Linked DNA regions of Sus scrofa: region 2 is linked to region 1. A link is a contact called in public HiChIP or PLAC-seq data. All regions are on one chromosome and are shown on one strand. Each heading gives the region's core, a stretch centred on a gene start, on an enhancer-like site or on the middle of the called end of the contact. The rest is flanking DNA. Distances are from core to core; before and after follow the strand shown. Region 1 has its middle 14 kb from the start of SEC61G. Region 2 has its middle 180 kb from the start of EGFR.

What was found. HiChIP or PLAC-seq counts read pairs in DNA pulled down with a chosen protein or histone mark.
Region 2: an H3K27ac HiChIP or PLAC-seq map of skeletal muscle shows a contact between it and region 1, with 8 times the contacts expected there. The contact joins two enhancer-like sites. A contact is called at or near these places in 1 of 5 promoter capture datasets (liver), 1 of 47 Hi-C or Micro-C datasets (embryonic fibroblasts) and 2 of 2 datasets of contacts at active chromatin or transcription factors (alveolar macrophages and skeletal muscle).

The regions. Positions count from the first base shown.
Region 1 is chr9:139,147,774-139,152,861 of Sscrofa11.1, reverse strand. No RefSeq gene overlaps it. Among named protein-coding and RNA genes, the nearest start is that of SEC61G, 14 kb to the right of the region's middle. Within about 2 kb of position 3,336, at least 21 of the 83 cell types and tissues checked have an H3K27ac peak or open chromatin away from gene starts, as enhancers often do. A contact at or near this core is called in skeletal muscle, where this site is marked.
Region 2 is chr9:139,475,487-139,480,294 of Sscrofa11.1, reverse strand. No RefSeq gene overlaps it. Among named protein-coding and RNA genes, the nearest start is that of EGFR, 180 kb to the right of the region's middle. Within about 2 kb of position 3,349, at least 16 of the 83 cell types and tissues checked have an H3K27ac peak or open chromatin away from gene starts, as enhancers often do. A contact at or near this core is called in skeletal muscle, where this site is marked.

The DNA.
Region 1 (5,088 bases), core at 2,087-4,586:
TAAAGTCCGGGGCAAAGCCAGGAAGAGCCTTCGTGTGGCATCCAAGGCCCTCCGACCTCTCTCGGTCCTTCCCACACCCCCCGCTTCCCTGTCCCTGCCCTTGCTGGCCGTGATCCTACCCACCACCCCCCTGCTCTCCTCTGCGTCCACGGTCTGTAGGATGCCTCAGAGCCTTGTGCTGAGTTTCCCCTGCAGGAACAGCCACTGTTCTACCCCTTCTCCCAGACAAGCCTCCTTTATTCTTCGGGTCTCTGCTTAGACTAATATCGTCCTTCCCTAAAGCCTTCATGGATCTCGGGAGGTGGGATAGGGTGCCCCCGAAGTGGTGTTAGCATCTGCTTTGTGTGACCCCGTCACGGCACTTAGCATCGCAGGTACCTGTGTGTCCAGCTCTCTAGACGGAGGGGCAGGGACAGTCTCTCTTCAGAACCTAGTGGATTCTCTGGACCATAGTGTTATTCCAATAAATAACTGGCGAATGGCTGGATGAGACTCTATGAAGACCTATGGGGTCCTCGCCTTCTTCCAGGGGTGTGACGTTGGGTGGTCCAGGGCATCTTTAACCTTCGCAACGCTGCAGCCTTTGCTTGTGTGAGACCACCCAGACCCCTCGCTGCGCCCAGCTGCAGCACTGTTTCATAGCAACGGAGTCCCTCAACGAATCCCCTGGACGGCTTCCCAAAGGGGGGTGAGACTTTGCTGCGAGCTGCCCTGATGTCATGAGCCTCATCCTCCCTGCTCCCACCATCCACTAGAACAAGGAAATCGAGTTGGAGGGACTGCTGTCTCCATTTCAAGCTGTAGGGGAAAAAGCCCCCAGTGTTCTGCATTGTGAACAGAAACAAAGGGAACATAACGGTGCCTTAGAAGAGGCTGATGATTGTAACACCTCCACGTCCACCCTCCTTCGCTCAGTACCGCAAACCCTAGTTAGTAACGCAAGACACAAAAATGTCCTATTGAAGAGCACACAAAACATTTGCATTTGAATGAGTGAGATGCCAAGCCCGCAGCTTTGTAAAGCAGCAGCTGGGGGGTGCGGTGGGAGAAATTTTGGACCTGGCGCTAAGGAACTGGGCTCCCCGCCTGGCTCTGCCATTCAGTGGCTGCCTGCCTGTGTCCAGCCCAGCTGGTCTGAGCTTGGGTTTCCTCTTCCGTCAAAGAAATGCTGGACTAAATGACCTCTAAAATCCCAAACCGAGTGAAAATCTCCGTTCTCTGCGTCTGCAGCAGACACAAAGGGCAATTTCTAATCATCTCTGCCGTCCCACACCCAGGCGAGGCTGGAGGTCCAGGGAGTGGACACGTCGAGATGGTTTCTTCAGCTGTATTTCTCCCCAGTGCTTCTCTTCAATGATTGAGAGGGACTGGAAAGTGCTTTCAAACCTAGAAGTCTCTGGGCAGAGGGGAGAGGTTGAGGGTTAGACTGATTTTGTTTAAAGCCCACCCGCATCTACAAGCCTTCTTGACTTTGCTACCTGGGCCAAAATCTTTTTTTCAGAAGCTGCTGCATCAAGTAACATTCAGTCCCCAGTGGGACTCCACGGTGAGTGTTCCTTGCCTGTAATTTCTCTCCATTCCAGACACTCCAGGAGCCTTCAGGAATGGCCCTCGGCACTGCTTCTCGACAGAACGTGCATTTCTTTATGGCATTTTGATTCTCCTTTCCTTAAGCCATTCTTCACACTGTTACTGATATTGGACTTGCAGAAGTGCTGTGCGTCCTTAAGTGCTACCAGTTGCGGTTTGCTGAGAACCTACCATGTGCAAGATTCCGGGATAGAAACTTTATAGACAATATTACTTAATTGTCACAATGCCCCTTGGAGTGGAGGTATCTACTGTCTTCAGTTCTCAGGTGAGGGAAAGCTAACACCGTGGCACTCTCTCACACAGCACCACATTGCTGCTTCCCAACCCTGGCTTTGCTCTCGTCCTTCTGCTGCTGAGGGCCAGGCTCACGCCTTTCACACCCATGGCTTTTATTCCCAAATCCTTTTTTTCTTTGTAGGGTCCCACCTGCAGCATATGGAGGTTCCCAGGCTAGGAGTCAAATTGGAGCTGTAGCTGCTGGGCTGCACCACAGCCACAGCCATGCTGAATCCGAGCCGCATCTGTGATTTTCTGTGAGCTAGAGACAACGCTGGATCCTTAACCCACTGAGCAAGGCCAGAGATCAAACCCGCATCCTCACAGAGACTACGGAGGGTTCTTAACCCACTGAGCCACAACAGGAACTCCTACTCCCAAATTCTTATACATTCTTTATATTCAGAACCATCTGCTTGCTTCATATGAGCCTCTCCCGCTATACCCCTGCAACTGCAGAGTGATCTGCATGGACCTTCTTGGTAGCGACGTGGTCACGTGTCACACAGAGGGCTTGGGTGGCCTTGAGGTGAGTCCTGAGATCTGGTGATCCAGGACTGCAGCCCCCCCGCGCTGTGTGGCTGATACCTCAGGCCTTGGCTATTCTGGGCAGAATGAAGATGGAGAGGAAGGGCAAGAGAGGAGAGATTTTAAGGAGATATGCCACCTGCCTCGACGACCGGACATGGAAAGTGGCGGTGAATGGGAGAAAGATGGCGAGTAGGCGGCGATTCTCACAACCTTCCTGAAAACGCCAGGGTTTGGTGGGAACAGACCGGGGAGGCGAATGTGGGGACTTGGGTGGACCGTGAGAAGAGCGATGGAGCGAAGGTGGAGTCTCACTACCATTTGAGAGATGATCACAGCAAGGAGACCGTCCATAGTCGAAGAAGGGTCAGGAATCGAGCAGGAGAAAATGAGGAAAGATGACGTGGAAGAGGATTTTAAGGACCAAGCAGCCCAGGGTGTAAAATTTCAGAGAGTTTAAGATCATCTTAAATGAATCATAAGTTTAAGAAAATGGCTTTAAAATTACTGCAGCGGATGACTTGTAGAAACACACAGCAAACTAATTTGTGTCATTTCCCCCTTATGTGTCATTCTTTGGTCCCCAAGGGCCCTGAAAAACAGATATTACACTGGTAGAGAAAAATGATTTCAGTAATGGGTCATGGTAGAGCCTGCTAACAATTTATTTTTCCTACTTTACATTTTTAAGTGACATTATAAAAATAAATCCAATGAGTTTTACAAGTCAATCACATCATCTATCCCAAGGATTGATATTTATGAAGTAGGTAAAACTGGAAGGCTGACCGCGACCCCGGGGACCTTGGTGGGAATGAGGAAGCCTCAGGACACGAATTCGATGGAGGGCGTGAGGAGGGTGTCGGTGGTGGCATGAGTCACACTCTCAGGACTCAGCCATCCTATAGTTTTCCCTCACTTACCACATTTTTCTGTGCTTTGCTAACTTAGACGCATTCCAAAGACTGATCAGGAGGCAAGAAGCATTGCCAGCAATGACCCGTCATAGTGGAAATGACCTCATGACTCTCGAGCCAGCAGCGATCCGGGGCAGACTGCCGTCTTGCTTTGAGCTGAAGAGCACAGCCTTGGAAGGGAGAAGGAACACTTTGAACATCTCCCCCAAGTCCAGCTTGTTCCTCTTAGGAAAATCATCCCGGAAGGTTGGCTCCAAGACCAAAGAACGAACAGCTGAAGAGACAGCGCACATCAGGCTGAGGCCGAGAGTTCTCCACCCGCTGTGTGGGAGCGCCGCCCCGGCATGGGTGTGCATTTAGAGGCCACGGCCGGGGTCACCTCGGTGGCTGCCCGGCGCCTGTAGCCTCTGCTTGCAGTTACAGCCCCCATACATTCAGACGGCATCCACCCAGCAGGCCCCACGCACCCCCAAGACACAACCTCCAGGAAACAGGGCCTTTCCTTCTCAACTTCAGCTCCTTTTTAGTCATTCACTTCAGCATTATTCATGCTACTATTCTTTTTTTTCTTTTTTCTTTTTAGGGCTGTACCCATGGCATATGAAGGTTCCCAGGCCAGGGGTCTACGTGGAGATGTAGCCGCCGGCCTACACCACAGTACAGCAGCGCCAGATCAGAGCGTGTCTGCGACCTACACCACAGCTCAGGGCAACACCGGATCCTTAACCCACTGATCGAGGGCAGGGATCGAACCCACAACTTCATGGTTCCTGGTCAGATTTGTTTCCACTGCATCACAACGGGAACTCCCATGCTACTATTCTTTCAGTCCTTCAGCAAATATTTTCTGGATCACCTTTCTACATGCCCGGTACTGTTCTAGTGGCAAACAAGACAGACCGTGTCCTGGCTCCACCGTGTCACCTTTCAGTGAGGGGACAAGGACCCATAGTCCTGGCTTCGCAGGTCCTGCTCACTGCGGTGACTGAGCAGCAAGCCAGGGAAGGAGACCTGAGCCGGCTTCCCAGAAGGACGGGCTAATGACTAGTTGCCAGGAACAAGAGCCAACGAGGGCGTTTCCCCAGTCAGGGAACTTATACCCCTCCTCCTCAGAATGCCCACTGTACTTCACAGAACATTGCAAGGGACGGGCCTTTACAGTGACTTGGCCGTGGGACATATGTACACCTGGCTTAAGCTCTGACAGGTAACAAGACTCAGGGAGAGCCTTTCTGCTTCTGCTATTTCTCTGAATGCTTTTCTCCACTAAACTCTGTATCTGAACCCAACAGCACAAAGAACTTTGATACAAAGTTTACAAAGAAGTAAAGACAATTCCAGCAGAGACACTTGCTGTGAAGGAAACAAAATAGTGCAATGGGATTCGGAGGGGCTGAGGCGGGGTCAGGACCAACTTGGGCAGGACACTCAGGAAGGGCTTCCTGGAGGAGGTGGTGACAGAACCACGCCAGGGGTGCCAGAGGGCAGCAGCCCAGCCAAGAGAGACCTTGCGGCTCAGAGAACAGCAAGAACAGGTATGGACAAAAGGCTGAGATGGAAGCATGTGTGGGACAGAAAGACATTGAGGGCCCAGGGAATGAGGGGGGACTTCTGGGAAGCAGGCAGCGGACCGGCAAGAAATTAGATTTTGCTCTAACCACAATGAGAAGCTCTGGGAGACGCTCAAGTGAATGATTCATATAAATGGATGGCTTATTTAAGTTTATCTCTGGATCTGGAGGAGAGGGCATAGAGGCCACAGGAGCAAAGCAGG
Region 2 (4,808 bases), core at 2,100-4,599, 330 kb before region 1:
CTCTCCACTCGTCATGCCAGCCTGCCTGGTGCCAAGGGCTTTTTTGAATTCACGGTGGGTCTCCCCGCCTCCCCCAGGTTTCCCTCTTCATCTGCGATCCTCTCCTGGGACTCCTGCAGCCACCTGTGCCTGCTCCATCCCTATGCATTTTCAGACTCTCCTCTTCTTGGCAAAGCTTTTCTCTCCAGAAAGCTGATTGACTGCTTTCACAGGATTATTGGCCCAGAGGCAAAACCTTTTCAAGCTGAAACCCCATCTGCACTGAGCTTCAGTTGGCATCCTGGGGGCGAGATGGGGGGAGCAGAGTGCTAGTGAGTTTGGCCTGAGGTGAGATGTCAGCTTTGGGATGGAAGCCACGACCTTCCCTCAGAGGTGACAATTCAGGCTCCAGGCAGCCAGGGCCCCATAGCACTGTCCCTGTCCCTTCTCTCCATGGGGTTAAGGCCCCAAATGCAGGCTGGGCGCTCTAAGAGAATCCCCCTCCCAGGGCACTGTGCAGGCCAGGGGCTGGGGGTCCTGCAGGGGTGTGGGAGGGCCCCGGTCCTGCTTATACGTCCAGGACTGTGTTACCCGGAAGGCCTGCTCTCACTGGAATGACAGCCCCCCCTCCGCCCTGTGCTTGGCACCTGGGTGACGGATTTGGGGCTGACCTTCCTGGAATTGATGGCCATCGACCCCACCAGTGTGGGGGCTTGAAAGCCTGTAAAGGTGGCCGGGGGAGGGGTACCAGCCTGGGGTGCTGCAGGCCACCTCCTGCCTGGTACCCTTCCCGCTGCTCTTCTCTCCTCCTGTCAGTGCCTTTTGCCTCAACAGGGAGCGCGTTTGCTCTTTCCCAGTAGTTGAGATGAATTTAAATTCCTCTCAGGCTTCGAGTGAGAAAACGCTCAAGGATATAAACGGGTACTTCCCCGAGTCCCCTCAGAACGCCTTCCCTCGGCACCAGTGGTCTCCTGCAAGGGCGAGTGACAAAGTGGCCTGCTTGGGTGAGACACAGTCCCAGGCATAGGTTGCAGGGGGCGTGAGGTCAGAGCAGGAGGCTGTGGGTCTGAGTTCCCCTGACTCACAGCTTTGATGACTGAGCAGAATCACAGCAAAGCTGCCTGCCTGCCAGCTTTGGTGTTCTGCAGAAAGGAAGCCTGGTTGTAGGACCATCTCTTCCACCCAGGCGCCCCCAGGCAGGTGCTGGAAGGAGGTGAGGCCCCGGAGGGAGCCTGGGAAGGGGAGCACTTAGGCAGCAGCCTGCGGCCCCACAGCAGGGCCCCGAGTCAACCCCACGCCCACGCAGGAAACCTCCACTCAAGGAAGCGTGTCAGGCCCTGCAGTGCGGACCGCGGGAGCGGGAGAGGCTGGCAAGCAGAGGACATTTGGTAACTTTCTGTAATTTCTCAATTTTGCAGTTTTCGAAACTAAAACTGCTCTAAAAATAAAGTTTATTAATTAGCTTAAAAATGTTATTAGGAAAGAACACACACAGTAGGTTGGATATGATCAATAACTGATAGCAACAGGGCGTTGTGAACAAGAATACAGTATTATTTTCATAAGGTACTTATGAGTAAAGAACAATGAATAATATACATCTAATTTTTAATATTCCATATACATCAACATATTTTGCTCAAGAGTGTAAACCATATAAAAATCTTGCTTTCCATTTGTACAAATATTGCTTTCACCAGAGCAAAACCTTCTAAGGTTAAAATGTAGCATATAGAGAAGCTCTAAAGCCACTGCCTGCCTGTTTTAAAATGAAGTTCTTGCTGCCAGCAGACCTCTAACGTCAGCAGTTCTCCAGGACGTCTTCACTTCCAAGAGTTTCCGTTATACAGCAAGATTGCTTTGTAGCCAAGTTACCTCAAAGGGGTTTGTTTTAAAAAAAATAAGCAAATGGACCAACAATGCATTTCATCTGCCAGGTAGGGACTCTTGGCACTTATGCTGCCAGTTCAGACAGGAGAGCTGTAACCTGCGAGGGGTACTGTGCACTGACACGTGGAAGAGCAATGGACAGGACTGCTTCAGTTTTCATCCCTGACGCAGTTTATAAAAATACATAGAAAACGTGTTTCCTAAAGCAGGAATCCTCTTGCCGGACTCTTGCTTGTATACATGCCATCCAAGCACTCTCGCAATCGTCCCGCTATTCACCATCTCCCTTTGTGATCCGCTGCTAAGTCGGCTTTCTCCCCGGCCAGTAAAGGCTGCACAGTGGTTAGAGGCAGGGCGCCAGCAGCCAGCATGCTCACTGCCAGTCCAGCTTTAAGAGGACATGGACTTCCTTTCCTTCCGTTCCCCCCCCTGCCAGGGCTTGGGCACCTACTGCGGACCCTCCCCCAGAAGTCCCAGACCCTCGGCGATGGACCCTGGTGCTCTGTGCTTGGTTTAGGTCCTCAGTCCTGCGGTGCCCACATCTGCAGAATCTGCACATCCACACATCTGTGGCTAATTCCCAGTCCCGTGGCTCTTGGCCGGGACTCTACATCAGAATGACTTTAGGAGATTAACAAAGTATAAATCCTAGGTTTCATCGGCCTGAGTGAGACATGGCTGGGCCTCAAGATCTTCAAAAGCTACCCCACCCCAACTCTACCGTACGGCGCAGCTGAGAACCCCATCTCAAGGGCTGGAAGCCCATCGGTGGCATTGGTCAAATGTGGTAAACATTACAGGGAGGCTCTGCGGGTATTTCTAGGCCGTATCCTAAGTGCATATCCACTGCCCATACACACATGAAACAACGTGCATCAAGGTCAGACTGGCACACATAAACCAACAAAGAGCTGTTACTGTTTTTCTCGAATAAGCTGAATTTGTCTATTAGCGGTAACAGACAATAATTCTTTCCCACTGAACTGCCCCAGAGTCAACAGGACCTGCCGCAGATCAAGACGAAGCCAGGTGTGCTTGTTCCTTCTTGAAGACATGTAAAAACAGCTCCCTTCATCAGGACTGTGATCTGGCCTGGCTCTGCGAAAGCGGTGTGCCTTTCTGAGAGAGATGTCTGCTTCACTTAAATCCCTTTCAACAAAAATTTCAGGTTCAAATTTTCATTCTCTTGCAGTCTTTCTAAACTGTTTGCTTTTGTAGAAAAATGAGTTTTCCTAAAAATATACCTTACAAAGTTCAGTGCTCAGAAAAGTTACAAAAATAGACTTACATGTAAAAATGCTGTCTGCGTGTGTCTGCAATAGTACCAAAAGATGTGTCCCTGCTATTGCTGGTGTGACGGGTGACAGAGGCAAGGGTTTCTATTCAGAAAGGTTCTACGGCCCCAGCAAGGAAGTAAGCAGGTCAGGGTGTAATGTGCTCATCACAAGAGAGAAATGCAGAACAGACCAAGTTCCAGCGAGCAGCTCTCCCTCTGGGGCCGGAAACGGAATGTTCTAGCTGGCTTCTTAGAAAATGAAACTGTCTGGGGCTTCATCAAGGCTCAGATTTTCAGGATGAGCTGGCTTCTGTGACAAGGCAGCCGAGGCTCCTAGCGGCCACGTCCAGGCATAAAGCCTGGGCTGCTTCTGGTCCTGCCTCGCGACTCTTTCACAGGTCTCTCTGACTCTGCCCTGACCTGGGAGCATGGTGTAGACGCAGAGGCCAGCACAACTGAAGTGACCTTCAGGGAAGGGGTTCGACTCTGGCTTCCCACGTGGGGAAGCCCCGGGATTCCAGTTCCATTGGTCCTGTTATGCCCACCGGGGACCCCAATGGGCAGCGAGGGTGAGGGCCTCGAGTCACTGTAACTCCACAGCCTCACGCCCCAGGCGCACAGCCCCGGCCTGCGCTGGGTGCACCAGGGGCCCAGGGCCAGCGGACCCTGCCAGCACTTCCTCGGCACCAGCTGCCTCCCAAAATGGAGCTCAGCAGGGTCACTGGGGGTGCTCAGAAAGTCCCTGGGCCCAGGCAGCACCTGAGACAAATTCCATCACTCCCACTCCCCAGAGCAGCCGGCCTGGGAACCGCTGCCTTCGTACTTTGTGATCCATGGCTCACACGTATCTGCACTTTTGGCAGAGGAGGGGCTAAAGCTCAAAATTAAGAAATACCTAAGCATTTGGAAGATTCATCTCGGTCCTCTCGAGGTGACAGAGCTACTTTTCATAGAGCTTGATGATGACAGGGACCCTTAAGGAGTCTGTGAGAAGATTATATAAGGCCCATGGCACAGCGGACCCTTGAATGACTCAGGGGTTGGGGTGCTGTCCCGCCAACCTATAACCTTGCCACTGGCCCGCTTGAGCCACTGGGTTTTTTTAATCCACAGACTCAACTAAGTGGGGTCGTGTAGTGCCATCCTGTTCACTATTGAAAAAAAAATCCACCCACACCATTCAAACCTGTGTTGCTCAAGGGTCAGCTGTAAATGTTAGCTTCTAACTCTTACCATCCCCTGATCTGTCTCCAAAGGCCAGACATGGAGCTGGCCTTCCAGGACCTGGCCAAGGAAGAAACAGTGGACTGGCTCTCCGTGGGGCCTCAGGGCCTGGTGTCAGCTAGGAGAACCAAAGTGACAAGTGGCAGCTTTGGGATCGGGCCAGAGCCACGACGTAGGAATCCCGCAGCCCTAGGAGCCCCACTCCTGACCGCCAGGGACCTCTGGCCCTGAACCTCCCTGGACAGAGAAAGAACATTTGGGAAACTCAATCCTAAGAGAATTTAGCAGTTAGATTTCATGCAGGAAGCTTGAAATACAAAGAAAAAAAAAGCTTGACTAGCTCTTGCTCTTTTATTACATTATAGTAAAATATCTCAAATTACAAAAATGCTAGGATTTTCCTGCTGGGTCAGCATGTCACTGACCTCCCAAGCTCTGG